Regions from separate parts of the Mus musculus genome. Here region 2 is linked to region 1. A link is a contact called in public promoter capture Hi-C data. All regions are on one chromosome and are shown on one strand. Each heading gives the region's core, a stretch centred on a gene start, on an enhancer-like site or on the middle of the called end of the contact. The rest is flanking DNA. Distances are from core to core; before and after follow the strand shown. Region 1 overlaps Sash1 (SAM and SH3 domain containing 1). Region 2 has its middle 57 kb from the start of Gm51794.

What was found. Promoter capture Hi-C pulls out the DNA fragments that hold promoters and counts their contacts.
Region 2: a promoter capture Hi-C map of 3T3-L1-derived adipocytes shows a contact between it and region 1, with 3 times the contacts expected there. The contact joins two enhancer-like sites. A contact is called at or near these places in 2 of 39 promoter capture datasets (3T3-L1-derived adipocytes and liver), 3 of 484 Hi-C or Micro-C datasets (the CH12 cell line, bone marrow-derived macrophages and embryonic stem cells), 1 of 115 datasets of contacts at active chromatin or transcription factors (heart atrium) and 1 of 9 other capture datasets (adipose tissue).

What each region holds. Positions count from the first base shown.
Region 1 is chr10:8,770,692-8,774,869 of GRCm38.p6, forward strand. All of the region lies in intron 8 of Sash1 (SAM and SH3 domain containing 1), which reads right to left. Among named protein-coding and RNA genes, the nearest start is that of Gm25410, 51 kb to the right of the region's middle. Within about 2 kb of position 2,295, at least 70 of the 459 cell types and tissues checked have an H3K27ac peak or open chromatin away from gene starts, as enhancers often do. A contact at or near this core is called in 3T3-L1-derived adipocytes, adipose tissue and liver, where this site is marked.
Region 2 is chr10:8,949,516-8,953,264 of GRCm38.p6, forward strand. No RefSeq gene overlaps it. Among named protein-coding and RNA genes, the nearest start is that of Gm51794, 57 kb to the right of the region's middle. Within about 2 kb of position 2,111, at least 26 of the 459 cell types and tissues checked have an H3K27ac peak or open chromatin away from gene starts, as enhancers often do. A contact at or near this core is called in 3T3-L1-derived adipocytes, adipose tissue and liver, where this site is marked.

The DNA.
Region 1 (4,178 bases), core at 1,045-3,544:
CCTTGAACCCTGCCACCCCGCTTACCTGACACCCACTTCTCTTTTTTCACCTGGAGAACCATCTGGTATCAGGCACCATCCTTGGGAAAGCCTCTGAGGGCGGGGAAGGGGGTGGCAGGAGGGGAGGGGGCAGAGGGAGGGGATGGACTTCCATTGTGCCTGGCACCTCTCCATCTGTCTGATGGATCATCCCAACCACAAACTCACTGGGAATAAAGAACTGGTCCATGGCACAGCCTCGATAAATGTTTGCCCAATGGGTGATTAGAGGAATGCCCAAGATGGCATTACTTCATCTACACACTGGATCAAATGGGCAACAGGGCAGGAGATGAATCACGTAGTTTTCGGAACCAATTATGCAATGCTCTTTGCTTTATACAACTAACAGTACACCATCAGGACCACCGGAGGGCGTGGTGTGACGCAGAGAAGGGAAAGTGGGGCTCAGAAGAGGACAGAGGAATATTTTCAGTGGCTATTATTCTGTACAACTAGGATTTGGCTGTACTAAATACCGCTTTCCCATTCAAAACCCTGGGTTCAACCTCCAGGACCCACATGGTTTTATTTATTTATTTTTGCTTTCCAAATGAGTGTCATTGTCTGCTGCTGACTGTAGTTCTGAGAGTTTTGGTATAATGGGTAATTATGATGACAGAGTTCAAACACACCATAAACAAGCGATGGGCGGCCTGTGCCTTCAATGAACTGGCTCTGCACCCAGCTTCTTAGATCCTGACTCTGAATTCTGTTCATGAACCACAAGAAGGCCTTGTGGCCCAATAAACAAGGCTTGGCACTGGGGCAAATGACTTAATGAAGGGCAGAGATGTGACGAATCAATAACACAGGACAATGAAGGACATCCTCTTTATCTTCAAACTCCCTGAAGTCTCTCCCTCCAGCGGAGAGAGGAAGGGCTACTGCAAATCCAAATGCCAAACCCTGACCCATATTCGATTTTATCTGCACTTGGATATAACCAGCTAGTGGAATTAATGTGGTATATCTCAACTGGTAGCTGTACATTAGGCTGGACAAATGAAGCTTCATTTGTATAGGTCAAAAGCTATCTTTATCTCTAATGTTATAGATTTATTTCAACCTGATAAAAAAGAAACAAAAGACCAAAGTGTATTAAAAGGCTATCTTAAGTTTAAAAAGATCTCTTTAGAAATAGACACCATCAGAATATGTCATACTTGGGCACTCTGTCAGTATTTGTTTGTATTCACGTGGCCCTTGATACACTGAGGCGGGTCCCCACAAACAATTGGAAACAAAGGTGTCCCTGGTTCATTTGCAGAGAACCCAACTTGCAGTTATGATTCCTGGGCCTCGGATGAGGATTCCCTCCACTTCTGAGAGAGCCAGACCATATACTAAATCCACCCGCCTGGAAGACCATCCCCACGTAGATACCTGCTTCCTCCTTTCTTACACGTGGGGCTGCACTCACACCTAGCCTGAATCCATTTACAGGCAGTCAGCTGCATGTGCATTTGAGAAGAGCAGAGTAGAGTCCGAGAGCATTGGTGAGTTTTCCCAACTGGGCTACTGACATGTACACACAGAGGCATGGACATAAATAGCACTTGTGAGGACTCAAACATTTCAATGATGGCAGTGGACAGAAAGGACGGGTGATCTTCCCACAGAGTAACTAAAGGTGACGACACCCATCAGGATTGATTGCTCTGTGCCGTTAACACTCACGGGGCACACTGGGTTGGCTGATCTAGGGAAGAAACTGAAGGACAAAGATGGCTGCTCTGCCCCAGAGGCAGAGCTGACAGGGTAGTGGAATCCAGACCTCACGCCTGACTCATGTCTCCGCTTCTCCAGCCCTGTTCCTACCCACACTGGGTGAATGCTGGCTTCCAGGTCTGCAGAGGCTAGTACCTCCTTCTTGTCTAACTTGATTTCTTCATGGTGATCTTAAGGGACTCGTGAAACACATGCCTCAGACTTTGGCCCTGGTCCCAGGGAGAAGGCTGGGAATGGGAGGGGACAGTGCTGAGCAAAGACCAGGAAGTGGAGAAATGAACAACAGGAAGTCACCTCAGCAGACCCCACCACCACCTTTAAACCACTTGCAATTTGGGGCAAATTCTTAATTCTCACAACCCCTCTCACTGTGGGGCTAGGAAGACAGGTCAGCCAGTAACTATAAGTCTCACACAAACCTGAGGCTCTGAGTTCAATGTTCATGGCCTACAAAACAAACAAACAAGAACAAACCAGGCAGAGGTGGCAAGCAGCAAGATGGGAGGCAGAGATGGGAGAATGACCTGGAAGCGCTGTGGCCAGCTAGCCTGGAGCTACACAGTGTAGCAGCACAGATAAGAGAGACATTGCTCACAAGGGAAAGGTCAAGAATCAATTTCCTAACATGTGCATATCCACCAAGCACTGTATACATTTGTTTTCTCTCTCTCTCTCTCTCTCTCTCTCTCTCTCTCTCTCTCTCTCTCTCTCTCACACACACACACACACACACACACACACACACACACACACACACACACATTCAGAGACATTTGGAAAGGGCTAATTATCGAGGTCCAGTGGAACTCATCCAGGTGTGCAGAACTGCTAAGCTGGGAACAGTGCGCATGGTAGCGTGTTTGTCTAGTGCGTGTAAGGCCCACGGCTCAATCCCCAGCACTTAAAGAACGGGGGGTGCCTACCTGAGTTGGGATATAAGTGCCCTCTGATAACTATTGCTGGGACGCCTTTCTCTTTCTTCCTGTTCACCTTACAAGGGAACTGGGCCCACTCATGTTTTGCGTGTGAAATTGAGAACTGAAGCATAGGTCCAGTTACCTCATGGTCAAGTGCAGCTAGGATAGCATTAAAGCTTCAACCTTAGAGCCGTTTCCTAGCCACAAGGAAAAAACCATCTTGCTAATTTGAACCTATCTGGGATGAAGCTGAGGTACACAAAAGTTCCTGTAGCAGAAAGTACAAAGGCAAACAGGGGAGATTATAGAAAACCCACACTCACTCAGTCGCCCGAGTTAGTTTACTCCTGGAATCTAGCCTCTCGTAGATGCCCTCCTCTTAGAGCAAAACAATATAAGAGAAGACAGTGGAAACAAGGCCAGCCGTTTTCTTGGAGGAAATGGGTCCTGGATTGGCAGCTCTAATGCTGTCATATTTATGCATCATTTATGTGCCCAATAAATATTCATTACCATCCAAATTGGTAAAAATGTAAAAACCATATATTTTTCAACCAAGGATTATTTACAGGTGGGGCATTTTGAAAATTCACATGCTGTCAAGTCTTATTTCCCCAAATGATGATGCCAATTTGGTTCATGATTTTCTTTGAACATTTTTGAATATGAAAATTACATTTCTGACAAATGTTAACTTATAGATATTAGTTCTCTATGCTAAAATAAGCATATTCAATAAACACATTAAAAGTAGCCCAGTTAGAAGTTGGGCATAAGGGCACACAGCTGTTATCAAAGATACTTGGGAGCTGAGGCAGGAGGATTGCTTGATCTCAGGAAGTCAGCATATACCAGGGCAACATAGATCCCCATCTCAGAAAAGAAAAAATAAACTAATAAGAAGAGGAAGAGGAGGAGAAAAGATTCAATGCAGAATGGCAGACTCTAGACTCTAAGAGGCTCATCGTATATGCATAAATGATGGGGGAACCGAAGCGTGAAGACGCAGCCTACTCAGGACATGCCAGGAGTAGACTGTATCTTTTCCATAATACCATTAGGCCATCTGCTACAGAACTAGTACCAAGCACCTGTGTGGTGTGCTCTATAGCTTTCGGCACACTCTACCAGAATAGCTAGTGATGATGTTCTAGAAAGTTGTAGTGCAGACCTCCCCTAGAGGGACAGCAAACTTGACTTCTCTGGCTTGAAGACAATGCCTGTTAATGGGGCACATGAAGTGACTTTGAAAAGCCTACATCCTGGGCTGCCAACATGTTACAGGACAGGGTGCTTTGTCTAGTACGCGCAAGGCCGTGAGTTCTATCCTTAGTGCTACATACAGAAATAGTAACAAAACCTCCTGAGCAAAACCCAGTCACTGAAAGTCTACAGTTTATAATTTGAGAACATTTCTGACACTTTAACAGATTCTACCCCAAACATAACATACTGAGGGCATATTTTAGTGCTGACCTTCCTTGAACACTT
Region 2 (3,749 bases), core at 861-3,360, 180 kb after region 1:
AACCACTGAGTCATCTCTCCAGCCCTTAGCTTTTCTTTGAAGTTAAAATTGTATTTATTTATGTGCATGTGTGTATGTGTGTGTATATACTTGCCTTTGGAGATCACTGAGTAGCTTTGGGGAACTGAGAATTGTCTCTATTACTATGTAACTTCCACGAGTTGACAATAAGTTATCAGAGTCAGGTATAGTGTTACATGCCTTTATTCTCATCATTCAGAGGCAGAGGGAGGCGGTTCTCTGTGAGTTTGAGGCCAGTCTAGTCTATATATCTAGTTCCAGGTCAGCCAGGACTACATAGTGAGACTTCATCTTAGAACACACACACACACACACACACACACACACACACACACACACACACACACACACACACACAGTTACCAGGCACCTTTAGCCACGGAGCTATCTTGCTTGCTCTAGTTATTTAGTTTTATGTGATCAAAGTACACATGTACGTATGAGACTTTCATAATGAAGTCCATAATTTTATATATAACCAACGTTAATTAAAAAAGTTCCTTACATTTCTCTTGTCTTCCACCTCTCATGCAAAGTTAAGACTGAAATGATCCAATAAAGCACAACAAAAAATTCTCCACAAAAAAAAGAAACTAGCCGAGGAGAGGACACACAGCGGGGACACTCCAGACTTCGCCCACATTCAAGGTGAGAGAAAAGGCTGCTTAGCTCTATAATCTAGGAAGCAAGCATGCAGCACATGGCTCCCAGAGTCTATGATATACCCCCTTAAATACTTTTCTCCAAATATAAAAAAAGGCAGCAACGTGTTTTTTCATATCACAAAAAGGTAGGCTGTATTGATTCTCCCTTTACAGCACTTTGTCTAAATACAGGGCCATTGTAGACACAGCTCAGTGGTGGAGCATCTACCTCAAATGGATGAGGCTTGTATTTGATTTCTAGCACAGAAACAATGAAAAGAAAAGTAACAGATACTGAGGCAGGGGGTGGCAGACCTACATTCACACAAACACTTAGTACACATGGCAAGTTGTAGTTTCCAAAGATAAAATGCAGACTGAATCTAACATGGTCAGTCCCCAATGCGGACTCTGGCAAAGCTCCAAAGAGAGCAACCTGTGTAAAGCCATCAGGAAGCACTCACAAATTCCCCAACTTTTAGATTTATTAAAGCCCATCTCCAGAGTCTTTCTTCTCAAAGAGCACAGAGGAAACCGGTCTGTAAATACTGACAATGTTTATAACTCAAAACTTGGACCAAGTAAGACAGGCTTCTAACACGGCAGGAAATGGGAGGGAGGGAAACCTGCAGGTTAACTACACAGGCCAAGCAGGTGGATTTGGGCCCAGAAGGAATAGGATTCCTGGAAGCGACTTTTCAGAGACTGCATCCAAATGTCCAGGAACTCATAGATCTGTGGTTCTCACGGAATTTGATGGCTGGTAACGAGGTCGTCTGGAGATGCCTGGTGTGGGGCAGAGTTGAGTCTAGCTCCTGTACTTGGAACTCAATAGCTGTTTAACTTTGTTTTTCCTCACATATTTATCATCTGACTGTGACCTGGCAGCTTGTCTGTACATAACTCACAATAAACCTCATCTGCCTAAGTTTCTCACTAGCACTAAAAGGAATTCTGAAGGCTTTATAGATCCCTGCTATATATCCTTTTTGGAGGAAGAAGAGTAAAATTTAGTTATGGCTGCTTCATGTGCAAGTCAGTTTCCACTGCACACACTCCAAAAAGCCCACTGTGCAACCTTATTTCACAATTCAGACACATCTTCTCAAATGAAAGAGTTCTCCCAGCGAGTTACATGCCGCTCCAATGTGTTTTTCGAAGAAAGGATTTCACAATGTTGAAAATCCTGGGCATCAATCAAGATGTCCCGACCTTGAAAGCAGCTGGCCACAGTTCTTCCACAGAGAGAACCAGCTAACTGTTGTATCACTCGCTGTTCACGCAGTTGCTCAGCACACAGGGGCTGCTGCTCTTGGGCTTCATAAGGTTTCATGTGGGTCTGGCGTAATTCAGGTGTGAAGGCTGCATGCAGTACCCCGCCCCCCCACTCCCAACTCTCCAGGGATGTTTTAATGCCTTGCTTCCTGGCACTGGCTGCCGATAGCCAACTAGGGATGCTGTAGAAATCGCTGGCTCCCAGCCTTGCTCCCTGGGAAAGCTCACTAGATGGTACAGTGGGACTCAAAGGTTCCTGGTCATTGCACAAGTTTGGGACATTTTGTTTCATGGCTTTTAAATTTTTATTTCTTTTACTGTTACTAATTTTTGAAATTATAACATAATTATAACATGATTCCTTTTTTCAAACCCTTCCATATATTCCTCCTTCCTCTCTTTCAATTTTATGACCTCCTTTTTCATTGCTATTGTATGCCTATCTGTAGTTGTGTATACATAGATATTCCTAAATATAGCTGACTCAGTTATCATGATAATTGTACGGACTTTTCAGGTCTGGTTGTTTGCTAGTCCCAGTGGCCCCCACCTACAAAACACTCCCATGCCTAAGGCTCCAGGGACATTGTGTGAGATGGGGTGGAAAGACTGTAAAAGCCAGAAGATCAGGGAGAAGCCTAGTAGCATCACAAGCCACACCCATAAAGTCTTGCCAACATGGCTGTTCAAACACAAGTTGAGCAAGGATGACAATAATGGCTGCCAAAATGGGTGTGGAAAGGCCCATGAGGCCTCAAGCTTGCACGGAGAACTGAAAAATGCCGGGAGTGGAACAGTCTTGCTATATAAACCAGGTTGGTCTATAATTCACTATGTAACTCAGCTGGTCTCAAATTCACACTCCTCCTGCCACTAATGGTTAAGCTTACATGCCCTCATATGTGCAAAGCTCAGTTCATTCACAGAGATCACTGGGCATTTCACTTGTGCTAGACACTGGGCATACAGTGGTGGTCTGGGTCCTTCTACCCCCTTGTGGGCACATTTCCTATGTGCATGCAGACCAAGAACATGAGTGAAAGCAGATCACTAAAACAGCAGTTGCTAAATGGTATTTTGTTTGTGTTTAGTAGGCAGAGTTTCATGGGTCAGGCTGGCACTAAACTTGCTTTGTAGCTGAAGAAGGCCTTGAACTTCCAATCCTCGGAACTTTACACCCGTGAGTGTTGGGATCATTGAGTGCGCACCATTCCTGGGGTCCTGAGGTTCTAGAGATCAAATCCAGGACTTCCTGTATGTTAGACATGCCTTTTACCAACTGAATTATATCCCTGGGCCCAGTTGGTGTTAGATTTGACAAACTCCACAAGGGAGTGGAGAGGATGGGAGACAACATTTACTTGTGCAGGGCAGTTAGGTGGAGGCAACATTTGAACTACAAGTTGTTCTGGGTATGGAGGGAAAACACTGGAGGCAGAAATTTTAAATATTGGTGGGGGAGGGAAGGTCGGTACAGTGAAATGCTGAGGAAAGTTAAGCCTCATGAGGTACTGAGGGAGGAGGAGAGGGTCGGACAGGAGGCTATCGGCTCTTGAGCATCCATCTTGGGCAGCCACCACCTGCAATAGCAAGCAGGGTGGATTTTACCTAAAACCTAGTAAGAAACCACTGGGGAATTTTAAACAGAGAAGCAGTGTGAACTGTGCCTTAATGCACTTCCTGTGGTGCGTGGAAAAAGTAACAGAGAATACTGAAGACAATAATGAGCTTTTTCTACCCAGATGACACTTCCTGGAAAATGTTGAAATTATAAAATCTGAATGCATTTTTTTTAAAAAGCAATCTTCT